Regions from separate parts of the Cricetulus griseus genome. Here all the other regions are linked to region 1. The links are chromatin contacts, called in public Hi-C and Micro-C maps. All regions are on one chromosome and are shown on one strand. The core of a region is the stretch at or near the end of the contact, and the rest is flanking DNA. Distances in the headings are between cores, read along the strand shown. Region 1 overlaps Bcl2 (apoptosis regulator Bcl-2). Region 2 holds the start of Bcl2 (apoptosis regulator Bcl-2). Region 3 overlaps Bcl2 (apoptosis regulator Bcl-2).

Region 1 (4,328 bases), core at 492-2,991:
ACTCATCACACTAGGAACACCATGTCACTCACTGAGTCATTCATTTAACACTGGGAACTGCTACTTGAGGCAAGTACACTGGGGAGCTGGGTGGAGGAGACAAATCTCTGCCTAAAGAAAAGCAATGACATAATCCAATAAAAAGGGAACCAACCAGCTGCTCGGGTCATCTGATGTCTTTTCAATGGGTCTGTAACTCACTGTGGAGAAGCGGAGTCTTCACTACACATCAGCTGAGGAGGAAGAAGAGGACAAGGACGGGGAAGTGAGAGAAGAGCAGCATTCAGTCAGTAGAGTCAAGGACAGGAGTACCCCTGCAATGACATGTGACCCCAGATCTTGCCTGTGGTGGGTCTCTTACCCTCTCTGGTTCTTAGCGCTTAGTTACTTATTTGTTTTCTTTAGACTTTATCTGTATGTGCATTTATGAGTGTATGCTACATGTGTGTGGTGCTTGAAAAGGCCAGAAGAGGGTGTTAGATCCCTCTGGGGCTAGAGGCACTACTAGAGGTACTGGATGCTGGAAACTGGGAGTACACCACACATGGGCCGAGCCCTCTCCAGACCCCTTGTTTGTATTATTTGCATCACTGCTACTCTGAAACCCACTATGTAGCTGAGGATGACCTTGAAGATCTGATCTTCCTGCCTCCACCTTGCAAATGCTAGGATTACAAGCACAAGGTGCTCTTGGTTTACTGGTAGTGAAGCCAGGGCCTTGTCATGGTAGGCAAACACACCAGCTTAGCCCCTTTCCGACCTGGCTCCTTGTACTGAAAGCTAGGGAAAGAATTCATCTGGAGTCCAGTGAAATCCCAGCCTCTAGGTTCCAGGGGGATTTGGGGAGGGGATTGTTTTTAATTTTATATACATTGGTGCTTTACCTGCACATATGTCTGTGTGAGGGCTTCGGATCAGCTGTGAGCAGCCATATGGGTGCTGGGAATTAAACCCCAGTCCTCTGGACAAGTAGTCAGTGCTCTTAACCACTGGGCCATCTCTCCAGCCCCATTTGGTGATTCTTTTTCCTTTTCTTTTAAAATCTGCAGGAGCTTCAGCCTCTTCCACATGCACATGGTCAAAAGCTCACTCTCTGGCTTGTCACTTTGTTCTTTAGTTCAGTAAATACACAAAGTGCCCAGAAGTAGTATCCATAACCTGTTTAATACTCATCAATGCCATTCCTCAGGCCCCTAGCCTCCCCTCTGCCCTGTTCCATCTTGGGCTGCCTATAGACTGTTCTAGAAGGATTTCTAAGCCCCTGCAGTTAAAGGAGAAGCCAGTAATAGGCTCCATCCCATCAGAGGAGTAAACATGCTGTGGGAGTGGTCTGGGCCTGGAGCTTCTCCCAAAGCAGTACCGCATGCACATTTGAGGCTGCAAATAAGAAAGAATTTCCTGGCTGGAGGAACTGCTAAATAGCAGGGTGGGTAACCAAGGGAGGTTCCGGAATCTCCTCTTGAGATCTTTAAAACTACGATACAATCTCCCATGTCTGCGATAATTTTCTGTCCTGACTAGAGACAGATGGACAAGAAACCTCTTGGAGGCTCCTCCCCAGGCCTGTGATCTGCTCCTCCTCCCCAGGCCTGTGATCTGCCCCTTGCTGTCTCCTACTCTACACTTTGGGCTAAGCCTCCTTGGAGTCTCTTCCCCCAAGGGAAGCTCTGGGACTGCCCAACAGGCTTGTTTACATCAGTCTCTCCTCCTCACACCTCTCTCCTTGTTCTCATATGGAAAGCTGGTCAAAGGTCAGGGTTACCCAACTGCCCACACATAGTTTGGTACTAGCATCAGCCACTGGGGCAAAACAGAGGGCTGATTCTAATGGCAGGGCATCTACCCCAAGCTCAAACTCTGGGTGAGAACAGAGACAATTAGCTTTTGCTAACAATCCACTGTACATGAAAATATGATCCCACTAATTGATTTTAAATAGATTTTAAAAAGAATCCTTGGCCACATTTCATCCTGAATACAGAGTTTCAAAAGCGTTCATTCCAGGGTTGGTTTTTTCCCCTTTCCTTCTGGCTTAAACCCCAAATGGCCAAGATCCCAGTCTGAATAAACAGTGTGGGTGGTGACTGTTCTGTGGGGCCCAGTAGAGGATGCAATCACTTTCCTACCCTGCTCAGCACTAAATCATGTGAAACTAAGTGGGACGCAGAGGCTCCTCACCAAGGAACCAGGGGCAGTGGAGCATGTATGCTTGCCCAAGGAGAGACAGAGCAAAAAGGCTTTCTGGTGGCTGTGAGCATCTCATTATGTATGAAGTGAGTTGACCTCACAGGCACTGTCAGATGATCTGCTAAGGCCTGTGAATGGCATCCTAGGAATGCAGTGATGTGGGCAGAAACCCAGAGAGTTCATGCCACTGAGGGCTTTAAATGGGACACATCAGTGGCTGTCCAGAAAGCCTCCAGTGGGAACAAAACCAGAGGGTAATCAGTAATTCAATATCACCTAAGCATTGCTGGGTCTTCAAAAGTGATCCCTGGAAATCAAAACTCGGGACAACTCCCACAGGGACTGGAAGGGGGCAGGCAGCCCTGGCAATGGGAGAGTGAATGAGAAAGCCAGTCTACAGCATTATTGCAGCACTGGGTGCAAGCACGTGAATTTTCGGTCTTCCTCATTTAAGAGGCAGTGCTCTCTGACTTCCCTGCTGCTGACATTAGAAGAAAATGAGGAAGCAATCCCATTCATAAATACCCAGTGGGGCTGGAAGGAGACAGTGGAGTCTCTGTTTATTTAGACAGTTTTGATATAATGCAGCCCTCATATGTGTATGCGGTAATTATACCTACTTGTCAGTAAATGCCCTGACATGTGCTTTCCACGCAAGACGGCTGTGTCCTCCTCCTCTGCACTCTATCTGAGCAGCTTCTGCTCTCTTGGCAACCGGGCTCTGGAGAGGTTGGGAAAGGGCTGGGGCCAAGCTGCTCTCTGTTTCTCTGTGAGAGAAGGCAGGGGCTCCCAGGCAGTGCTGTCAGATGGCTAAATGCAGGGGCCTCAGGCTAGGAGGAACTTGAACTTCTTGGGCTTGGTGCTTCTTAAACCATTTCTGTTACCTTATTGGGTATCTGATAGCTTCTTTCAGTAGCTTTCTCACTAAATGCACTCACTTAATCTATCACAATATTATGCTCTGTGCGGGTAGTACTTCTGAGTTATATCCTAAGTGAAGACTGCATTGCATTAGCTCTGGTCCCTTTGGGGCTAAGAATATAAAGAATGAGTGGCTGGAATTTAGCCAACAATTTTGACATCCTGCTGGAAGTAGAACTGAAGGAATCTCACTTTTAAAGTACCTGGAATTCTAGAAGCCTTTGTCAAATCAACCAACTAAGTTTAAGTGAGAAGGTAGGCACTAATCTCAACAGTCTCAATCTGGAAAGGGGATTTGCATGTGGGGATTCTCCCCTGGGGTAGGTGGATGAACCCTTAAAGGATTTCAACAAGCCAGGAGAAGTTTACCAAAAGCTCACTTACACTTAGACTCAATGCCATTCTACAGAAGGAAGAGCTGCAATTGCCATTGACTCACACTATTGCATGGCTAGTAGTCCATAATTCTATCTTGTTTTTAAGACTTCCTTGGATGTTTGGGTGGTTCTCCTTCAAAATCCTTTGAGATCTATGGCATTTATTTTTATTTCATTGAGTGAACAGTCGTAAAAAGTGAAAATGGATTCCTTCTATCTGCAGCCTTCCTTCAAACCTTCAACATTTTTATAAGTATGATTATCTCCATAGTGACAGGAAGCTTACATCCAGATAAAGGCATTTGCACAAAAGTAATATCTGAAATCATTTCCACCCTTTGAATACTACAATTTATAAAACTCCATAAAAGAAATGACTTTTATTTCTCATGAAGTTCCTATTGGGAAATTACTGAGAGCCACAGTTATGGAAGCAATATCTGTGCGTAGCTCAATACCTTCCCCTTACCATCTCTGAGCTACCACAACAACTTTGTTATTTCTCCTTGATAGTAAACACTACACTCTGCCTTGTCAGATGATGGCTGACTTTCTTTGTTAGCCTATAAGTCCTCAGGTATCAGAGATAGCTTCATTCATCTTTACACTCCCCAGTGTCATTAACAGAGTCGGAGACCAATAAAATAATGAATAAATGAATGAGTGAATAATTTCATGAAACTGTTGGATGTTTTTAGTAAAGGACCAGATAGTAAATGTTCCAAGCCATATGGTCTCTATCATAATTATTCATCACTGCAGTTACAGTGAGAAAGAAGACATAAATGAGCATAGCTATGTTTCAATAAAGCTTTATATACAAAAACAACTGCTGAGTCTTAG
Region 2 (4,100 bases), core at 524-3,023, 77 kb after region 1:
GCACCTACCCAGCCTCCGTTATCCTGGATCCAGGTGTGCAGATGCCGGTTCAGGTACTCGGTCATCCACAGGGCGATGTTGTCCACCAGGGGTGACATCTCCCTGTTGACGCTCTCCACACACATGACCCCACCGAACTCAAAGAAGGCCACAATCCTCCCCCAGTTCACCCCATCCCTGAAGAGTTCCTCCACCACCGTAGCAAAGCGTCCCCTCGCGGTGAAGGGCGTCAGGTGCAGCTGACTGGACATCTCCGCGAAGTCGCGACGGTAGCGACGGGAGAAGTCATCCCCAGCCCGGCGGAGGGTCAGGTGGACCACAGGTGGCACGGGGCTAAGGGTAGGCCCAGTGGTGGCGACTATGGGCCTTAGTGGCGATGTCCTGGCAGCCATGTCCCGGTGCACAGCGGGCGTTGGGTTGCTCTCAGGCTGGAAGGAGAAGATGCCAGGGGTGGGGGCGGCGCCCAGGGGCGCGGCGTCCACATCTCCCACATCCCACTCGTAGCCCCTCTGTGACAGCTTATAATGGATGTACTTCATCACGATCTCTCGGTTATCATACCCTGTTCTCCCAGCTTGAGCCATCCTTCCCCGAAAAAAAGCTGCAGGTATATCAACAGCACTTCTCGTCCTGACTCCCGCCCCACAGCCCCAAAAGAAAAAAAAATAGTTATAATCCAGCTCTTTTATTGGATGTGCTTTTGCATTCCTGGATGAGGGGGTGTCTTCAGTTACGCGGAACACTTGATTCTGGTGTTTCCCCCTTGGCATTAGATGCAGGAAATTTTTATTCAAATTCCTTTCGGTTCTTTATTTCACGAGGCACATTATTTATTAAGCTTTGTTAATATCAGTCTACTTACTCCGCAATGCTGAAAGGTGAGGGGAGGGACGACTTGGCAAGTTAAAAACAGGTGTGTTCTTTATATACTCAGGGGAGGAAGGGCATATCCGCTACAAGTTACACACTAAAGAGACTGCATTAAACTGTTTGGAAATTAAATTTGCTCGAATGTATTTAAAGAAAAAAATCAAATGCGTCCGTTGAAAGTTAAACTAAACCAAATTCCTGTGCAAAAAACTTACTTATTTTTAAAGGACAGCATGATCTTCTGTCAAGTTTCCCCCTCTTTTTTTGTTTTGCTTTTTGGTAAAACCCAAACAAATATATAAGGCAACGACACCATCGATCTTCAGAAGTCTCCTGGTATAAGCTTCTTTGAAACTTGCAATGAGGAGGAGGTGGGGGAGAGCTAGGTAGAGTAAAATCAGGAGGGTTTCCAGATTGCGTCCCGTCCCCACGGTTTGGCTTCACTGAAAATGTCAATCCGTAGGAATCCCAACCGGAGATCTCAAGAGCACGACAGAGGGGCCGGAAAGGCAGCGGCGGCGGCAGATGAATTACAATTTTCAGTCCAGCATTTGAAGAAGTCCTGTGATTTCCCCCGCTTCTCGGCAATTTACACTCGCACACACACGCTCGAGCGCAGGCATGGATCCGTCTCCACTGGATTGCTTAAGCCCTCCACGGCAGAGACACGCGAGGGGGACGATGAAAGAGAGGGGGGGGGGGACAGGGACAAAAATCCTCTTCTGATTAAACTCCAAAAGGCCAATGCGTTTTCCGAAAAAAATGGGGTGGGGGGGAGCAGCTTGATAAATGCAGGCAGGGACGCGCCGGGGCCGCCGGGTGCCGAGCGAGCAGCCCGCGCGCTGTGTGTGGTGCGCTGCGGGAGAAGAAGGTGGTGGGGGAGGGTTTAGCCCCCCCTTCTTTTTCCTAAAAAGGATGACTGCTACGAAGTTCCCCCCCCCCGGCCCCCTCTTCCGCTGCACCCCACCGGCGCACCCCGCCTCCGGGCTGCGCACCCTTTCTCCTCCTGGGCTCCGTGCGGTGCTGGCGGCCGCGTCCTCCGGCTCACGCGGCGCAGCCGGCTCGGCGGTGACGGCTGCGGCCGGGAGGGCCCGGGCACCTCGGTGGTGGCGGCGGCTGCTCGGCGGGGACCCGGACGCAGGGCGGGAGGGCGGTCCGGGGAGGAAGGGGGCGGGCGCGGGGCTGGGGGCCCGGCCTCTTACTTCATTCTCCGCCGGAGCGCCTGGTTTCCTGTAGTACGTCATGTTCATTCAAAAAAAGAAGAAAGAAAGAGCCCTCCTCTGAGCGCCCGCCTGCCGCCTCCGCCCGCCTCCCGGGTTAAAGGCGCCGCGGCCGCCCGGGGGAGCGCGCGCCGAGCCGCGGACACTGGCCTGGGTGGCGGCCACCCGCGGCTACGCTGGGCTCGGGACGGTGGGTGGCGCGGGCCTCCCGGGCGGCCGCGGCGCGGTGGGTATGCGAGGGGCCTCCTCGGGCCTGCCGGACTGGCTGCTGGGTGGGCGCGCCCATAGCGAGGGCCGGGCAAGTGGCAAGTCGCGTGGACCCTTTCTAACCGAGTGTGGGGCATGCACAATTGCATGGATCTTTTCTAACGTGGACTATGTGCACAATCGCATGAATCTTTTCTGTGGAATGTGTGCACAGTCACATGGACCCTATCTAACCGCGTGCATGGGATATGCACAATTCAATGGACCCTTTTTTAAATGCACGTGTATTGTGTGCACAATCACTGTGTGTAGGGTGTGCACAGTCTTTTCTAACTGCATGTGTAATATGTTAATAGTCACATGGACCTTTTCTGTGTATAAAACTGTGCACAGTTGAATGGACCCTTACAAATGTGTGTGCAGTGTGTGCACAATTAGCAACTCCAAGCATGTGTGTAGTGTATCTACAATCGCATGGCCCCTTTAAACTATGTGTAGTGTGTACAGCCACATGCAGTGAGTGTATACAATCATACAGACCCGTAGCTAACCATGTGTGCAGTGTACACAAACAAAAACAAAAACACTATGTTATCAGCTCTCAGTGACCAGAGAGATTACTGACCCCAGAACCAGTGTGCAGCCGTTGGGCGAAGAGATGTGACTCCTAGCACAGTCTCCTATATATTAATTGCAAATGAAATAAATAATCAGAATAATCAAAGTTAGAATACTTGTTTGCTAGGGCTTCTTTGTCCAGACACCATTATCTGGAACAGGTTTGAGTACTCCTCTGGTTTGGAGGGCAGAAGCCCAGAGCATCAACGCATGCTTCCCTTGTTTCCTAGTCTGCTGGTAGCCGGCAGTCATTGATGTTCCTTGGCTTGTTAAAGAATAGCCAAGGGAAATCCCAAGTGGTATGTTGAATGTCGTGGAAGTCTCCAAACAGAACACATCATGAGCACCCATGCCCTTTTAACCTGCATCTCTGCAAGGCCATCTTGGTGACCAAGGACAGACCTAACTCTCAGTGGACCAGTGAAGAGCAGCATGTGTTGAGAGCTTTATAATAATTCAGTAACATTGTTTCCTCTGCCAATAGTCTTAGCACTGTGTGGAGGCTGCCCCCCCCCCAGGAGTGCTATCCATCTTGAGCAGCTGAGAGAAGATATCAAGTGGATAAATAAGTAAAGCACCAAGAAAAACTGCACACTCACAGCTCTGCAGACAGATGCACAGGGCTTAAGGACAAACGGCATGTATTGGGTAGACAAACAGGCTTGCTGGGTTATTGTTACAGAAACAAGACAGATGGCTCCTATGAAGTATATAAACACATTCAGATATCAGCTTTTCCTCCTCCCAAGTCTAAAAGATTTATTTAGTTCTTAAAGTTTTGTGGGCGTGTACATGTATGAGGTGGTGGGGAGTATATACCATGGCATACATACATGAAGATCAGAGCACAACACTGTGGAGTCTGTTCCCCCCTCCCACCTTTATTTATTTGAGGTACGGTCTCATATGGCCCAGGTGGGCCTTGAATTTGCTATGTAACAAAGGATAAACTTGAACTTAATGATTTTCCTGTCTCTGCCTCCAGAGTGCTAGGATTATAGGCATGCACAATGACCCACTTGTATGGTGCTGGGATTAAAATTAGGGCTTTATGCATGCTAGGTAAGCATGGTAGTAAACTGTACCAACTGAGCTACATCCTCAGGTCCCAAAGTGTGTGTGTGTGTGTGTGTGTGTGTGTGTGTGTGTGTGTGTGTGTGTGTGCGCGCGCGCGCGCGCGCATTA
Region 3 (4,052 bases), core at 1,337-3,836, 88 kb before region 1:
CTCTACATTCCATACATACCCGAAACCTTTTTTTCCTCTCCCTCTTTCAGGTTTCTAAATAAAACCAAACTGCGAGGACAAGATAATGTTTTACATGTAATTCCATAGACACAGGCCAGGCCGTTGAATCCTTGGACCTCAAGTCAGTGCTTCCTTTAGGATTTGTGACCCTCCCCAAAGTAATTTAAAGCCTTTTCTTAAACATGACAGACCACTGCTAACAAGTACATGTGGATGCATCCAGGGTCACAGGCTTCCTTTCTGGTGTGGTGATGTCCCTGCCCTCACCACACCTCTGGCAGACGGGCACTGAGCCTGCCTTCTCTCTCTACAGTGGCAAAAGTCTTATGAAGAGTCATACCACTCATGTTCCAGATGAAGCAGGCCCCAGAGTGAGTCTCGCTCTTGCTCTTTTTGACTGTGCAATTCCGAGCTCTGTCAGCTTCCAGACATTCAGAGACCAACCACTCTATTCCAACCCCCATGATGAGACTTTTGGGGGCCAAGGCTCAGCCAGGTTGAAGCCTCACTCGGTCACAGGGTAGGTTCTGCAGGTGCTGGTCTCCTAAAAGCAGGCACTTGTGGCTGCCTGACATTCTGGGTGACGCCATTCTTCCTGATGCTGAAGAAGTCACCACACGTCCACTTCCTTGAATCCAGAAGCTTTTGTTTGCTACTCAGAGTGAGCATTGGAGGAGGGGTGGGTATATCCAAAATATATGAATATCTACAATCAGGGTTTAAGGTACTGGATGATACTGTATAAACTGCTAAAATGCTTCTCGGCACAATTGGTAGCTTAAAAAAATAATTTCCTATGGTTTAAGGACATTTTCCCATCAGTGTCTTTCAGTGGGGACGTCTCAATGGGTACCAAGTCCATCTGAAGTCCCCAGCCTCTGTCCTCTGACTGGGTATGTACCATGTGAATCATATACAAAGTCCCTTTCCAGCCCAAGGAAGAACAGAATTCCTTGTAGGTGTCTTCTCCCTACAGTATCCAAGCCCCCATGGCCAGTTTATATAGATCCCATGCAGGCCTTCCCCCCAGCTCCCAGCAGCCAGAGTACAGGCTTCCCAGCAGTCAGGTCCTGGCCATTTGCTCTTTAGATTGTGGGCCAGTCTGGCCAATATGGAAAACAGATTGGTATCCATTGGCACAGTCTAGCATGTTGAGCCACAATTGATGCTTGAAAGTTCCTGGTAGGGTTTTCAAAGCCTGGAGTTTCAATGGAACTGTCTTAAATAAATAAATCTCTTTTTTTCTAAATAATGCAAAAAATAAATGATATTTCCCTTTGGCAGTAAATAGCTGATTCGACCGTTTGCCTGAATGTATGTGTGTGTGTGTGTGTGTGTGTGTGTGTGTGTGTGTGTGTGTGTGTGTGTGTTCAGCTTTGAAAAAAAAGATCACAACTTTGTTTTATGGTACATCGTTGACAACGCATACTGTTTCTACTGCTTTAGTGAACCTTTTGCATATTTTGGGGAGCAGGTCTGTGGACCTCACTTGTGGCCCAGGTAGGTACCCAGAGTGATGCAGGCCCCAACCAGGGCCAGGCTGAGCAGGGTCTTCAGAGACAGCCAAGAGAAATCAAACAGAGGCCTCACACTGGGGCCGTACAGTTCCACAAATGCGTCCTGTAGCGGGGATGGGGGGTGGGGGGTGGGGTGGAGAAAGAAGGACAAAAAAAGAACATTAGTCACCAAGAGAACTCAGAAGGCCTCCTCACCAACAGGGCAGTACCCTGGGCCCCCAGCATGCCAAGCAACCCCCATGATTGGAAAGCAGATTACTCAGTCAAGAAGTGTTTCCTGGCAGCCCGTATGCATGCCAGGTGCTCCTCGACTCTGCAGTGTGTAATATGTAAAGCAGACTAGAAGCGCTTATTGTACAAAGCTCTTGTGAAACAGGGCTCGACCCAAGTAACTATCACAGAGGGCTATGGATAAGAAACTGTTCCCGATAAGTAAGTCAGTAAAGGCACTGGGGAAAATTGGCAGTTTTGCTTTTTTTTTTTTTTTTTTTTGCTAGCTTAGCCATTCATAAAAAATGATAAAGCATAGTACAGGCAACATCTCCCACACAGTTTTACCGTGTTTGTACTGTATCCGGGGCACTGTTCTAGACGCCTGGCATGCATCATTTTATATATTCATACCAATCTTACAAAATCATGTTAGTTCTTCCTGTTCAGAAGATGAAAATCTTGCCTGACTGTTGGAACAGGGGCTTTCTGTCACAGGACAGCTGTGAGGGAGTGAGAATGGCTCAGCCTAACTGCCTAGATTGCTGGCTGCAGTTTTGATGAATAGTCAACCTAGCTCACTTCTAGGAATTTGCTTTTTAAAACCCTACTGAGGAAGGGGGTGGTGGAAGCCTCCAAGACTCAGAGAAGTTAAGGAATGTGTGTAGTAAATGGTAGTGTCAGGATCAGAACCCAGACCCAAGCCAACGCCCTTCGCTCTGCCCTCCCTGGCACTGGGACTCTGCATGTGTGCCACCACATCTAGCTTCACACAGTGCTGGGGGACTAAAAGCAGTTCCTTATGCTGGTGCGGCAAGCGCTTTACCAGCTGGGCTATTTTCTCAGCCCTCACATTGTTGTGAGTCAGACCTACCTCACCCGCAAGCTTATCAATCTGTCCCTTCTATCTGTAACCACCTCTGAGGATCCTGAAGTATCCTTAAAGGGGGGGATAAAGGCATGATGAGGGGAACTGCTCTGTTGTGAATTACATATTTACATGGATATTTTTTCATGAGTGCATGGTATCCTGTAAACTTTATAAACAAATTTTTATAGTGTTTCAAACTTTAGGAATTAAAAGCAATATTATGATATACGTTTGTATACAAGGTGATTAGTCATTCATTTTAAAAATAATAGGTTCCTGGAACTCTATTGACAATTCATCAGAGTTGTTGCCAATAACCATGACAAGTTTGTGCTGAATTGTCCTTGCCACCTCATAGTGGCCTTCTGACCAATGGCATTGTTTGCAAAGCTAGTTGTAGTTTAAAGCAGTGGTTCATATGAAGGACCATCTTGTAACCCAGGGGACAGTTGGTGATGTCTGAAAATATTTGGTCCTCATTACTTGGAGCAAAGGAGCTATTGGTATGTAGTGGGCAGATGTCAGGGATGTCAACATCCTGGAAGACTTGAACAACCTTTACTTGTTAGAACAACTCAGATCCAAATACCAATGGCACCAATGGCTGAGATGTTCCAGTTCACAGGACACTCAGACCCAAGGCCACAGAAGAACAAACAGCTTAGGTGAACATCAGTGGTGTTGGCCACATTAGCAAAGGGCTGGCTGAATTGCTGGCCCACAAGCAAATGCTGGGCATCTCTGGAGGGGCTAGATTAATTTTTGCCAGGAGGGGGCGCAAATGATTTCTCTTACATATCCATTGTTGAGCATGTCTAAATTTGAGTTTCAGAAAAGAGCAAAGAGCACAAATGAAACATAGCACAGTTCTCTCAGTCACAGCTCAGGTTCCACCCTGACGATTCATGAAGAAGCAGCCTTCCCTGTACATGAGGGAGACCACTGACTGGTGGAGGTAGAAGAAAGACAGCTATCACGTCCAGTGGTCCTCTCCCATCTCTTTAATAGCCATGAATGTGTGAGACCTAAAGGCCCAGCTAAAGACACCCTTGTTCCTCAGGGCATCTTTCCTGGGCTGTTTTAAATTCAGCTTCCACTGACAGGGTCAGGCTGTTCCTTGAAGTCCTTCAGTTTTCTGTGGTAAAATCTAAAACAAATGGAACTATTGGTCATGTGACCTTCATGGTTGTACAGCCATCTGGGAAAGTGACAGAAGCAGAGACAATTCTGGAGATACACAGTGCTAGGGGACTGAAGCAATGTCTCTCCAGACCCCTCCCTTTCTGGAGCTGGATAAGCCTTTTATAGCTCCACCCCTTCACAAACAACTTCAGAGAGCATCCCAGGGGTCATTTGTCAAGTGCAGTGTAAAAAAAAAAAAAAAAAAAAAAAAAAAAAAAAAAAAACCAACAACAACAAAAAAATAAAAATAA

What was found. A called contact is a pair of places that touch in the nucleus more often than the background predicts.
Region 2: a contact with region 1 is called in a Hi-C map of the CHO-K1 cell line, with 4 times the contacts expected there. The contact joins the promoter of Bcl2 here to the enhancer-like site in region 1. A contact is called at or near these places in 4 of 8 Hi-C or Micro-C datasets (the CHK-Q cell line, the CHO-K1 cell line and fibroblasts).
Region 3: a Micro-C map of the CHO-K1 cell line shows a contact between it and region 1, with 2.6 times the contacts expected there. The contact joins two enhancer-like sites. A contact is called at or near these places in 2 of 8 Hi-C or Micro-C datasets (the CHO-K1 cell line and fibroblasts).

The regions. Positions count from the first base shown.
Region 1 is chr5:77,641,105-77,645,432 of CriGri-PICRH-1.0, forward strand. All of the region lies in intron 1 of Bcl2 (apoptosis regulator Bcl-2), which reads right to left. Among named protein-coding and RNA genes, the nearest start is that of Bcl2, 76 kb to the right of the region's middle. Within about 2 kb of position 1,742, at least 5 of the 6 cell types and tissues checked have open chromatin away from gene starts, as enhancers often do. A contact at or near this core is called in the CHO-K1 cell line and fibroblasts, where this site is marked.
Region 2 is chr5:77,717,708-77,721,807 of CriGri-PICRH-1.0, forward strand. It overlaps Bcl2 (apoptosis regulator Bcl-2), which reads right to left and starts at 1,774. Exons shown (of 2, transcript XM_027417861.2): 1 at 9-1,774. The coding sequence starts at 770.
Region 3 is chr5:77,551,780-77,555,831 of CriGri-PICRH-1.0, forward strand. It overlaps Bcl2 (apoptosis regulator Bcl-2), which reads right to left. Exons shown (of 2, transcript XM_027417861.2): 2 at 1-1,641. The coding sequence ends at 1,507. Among named protein-coding and RNA genes, the nearest start is that of Bcl2, 170 kb to the right of the region's middle. Within about 2 kb of position 2,587, at least 1 of the 6 cell types and tissues checked has open chromatin away from gene starts, as enhancers often do. A contact at or near this core is called in the CHO-K1 cell line, where this site is marked.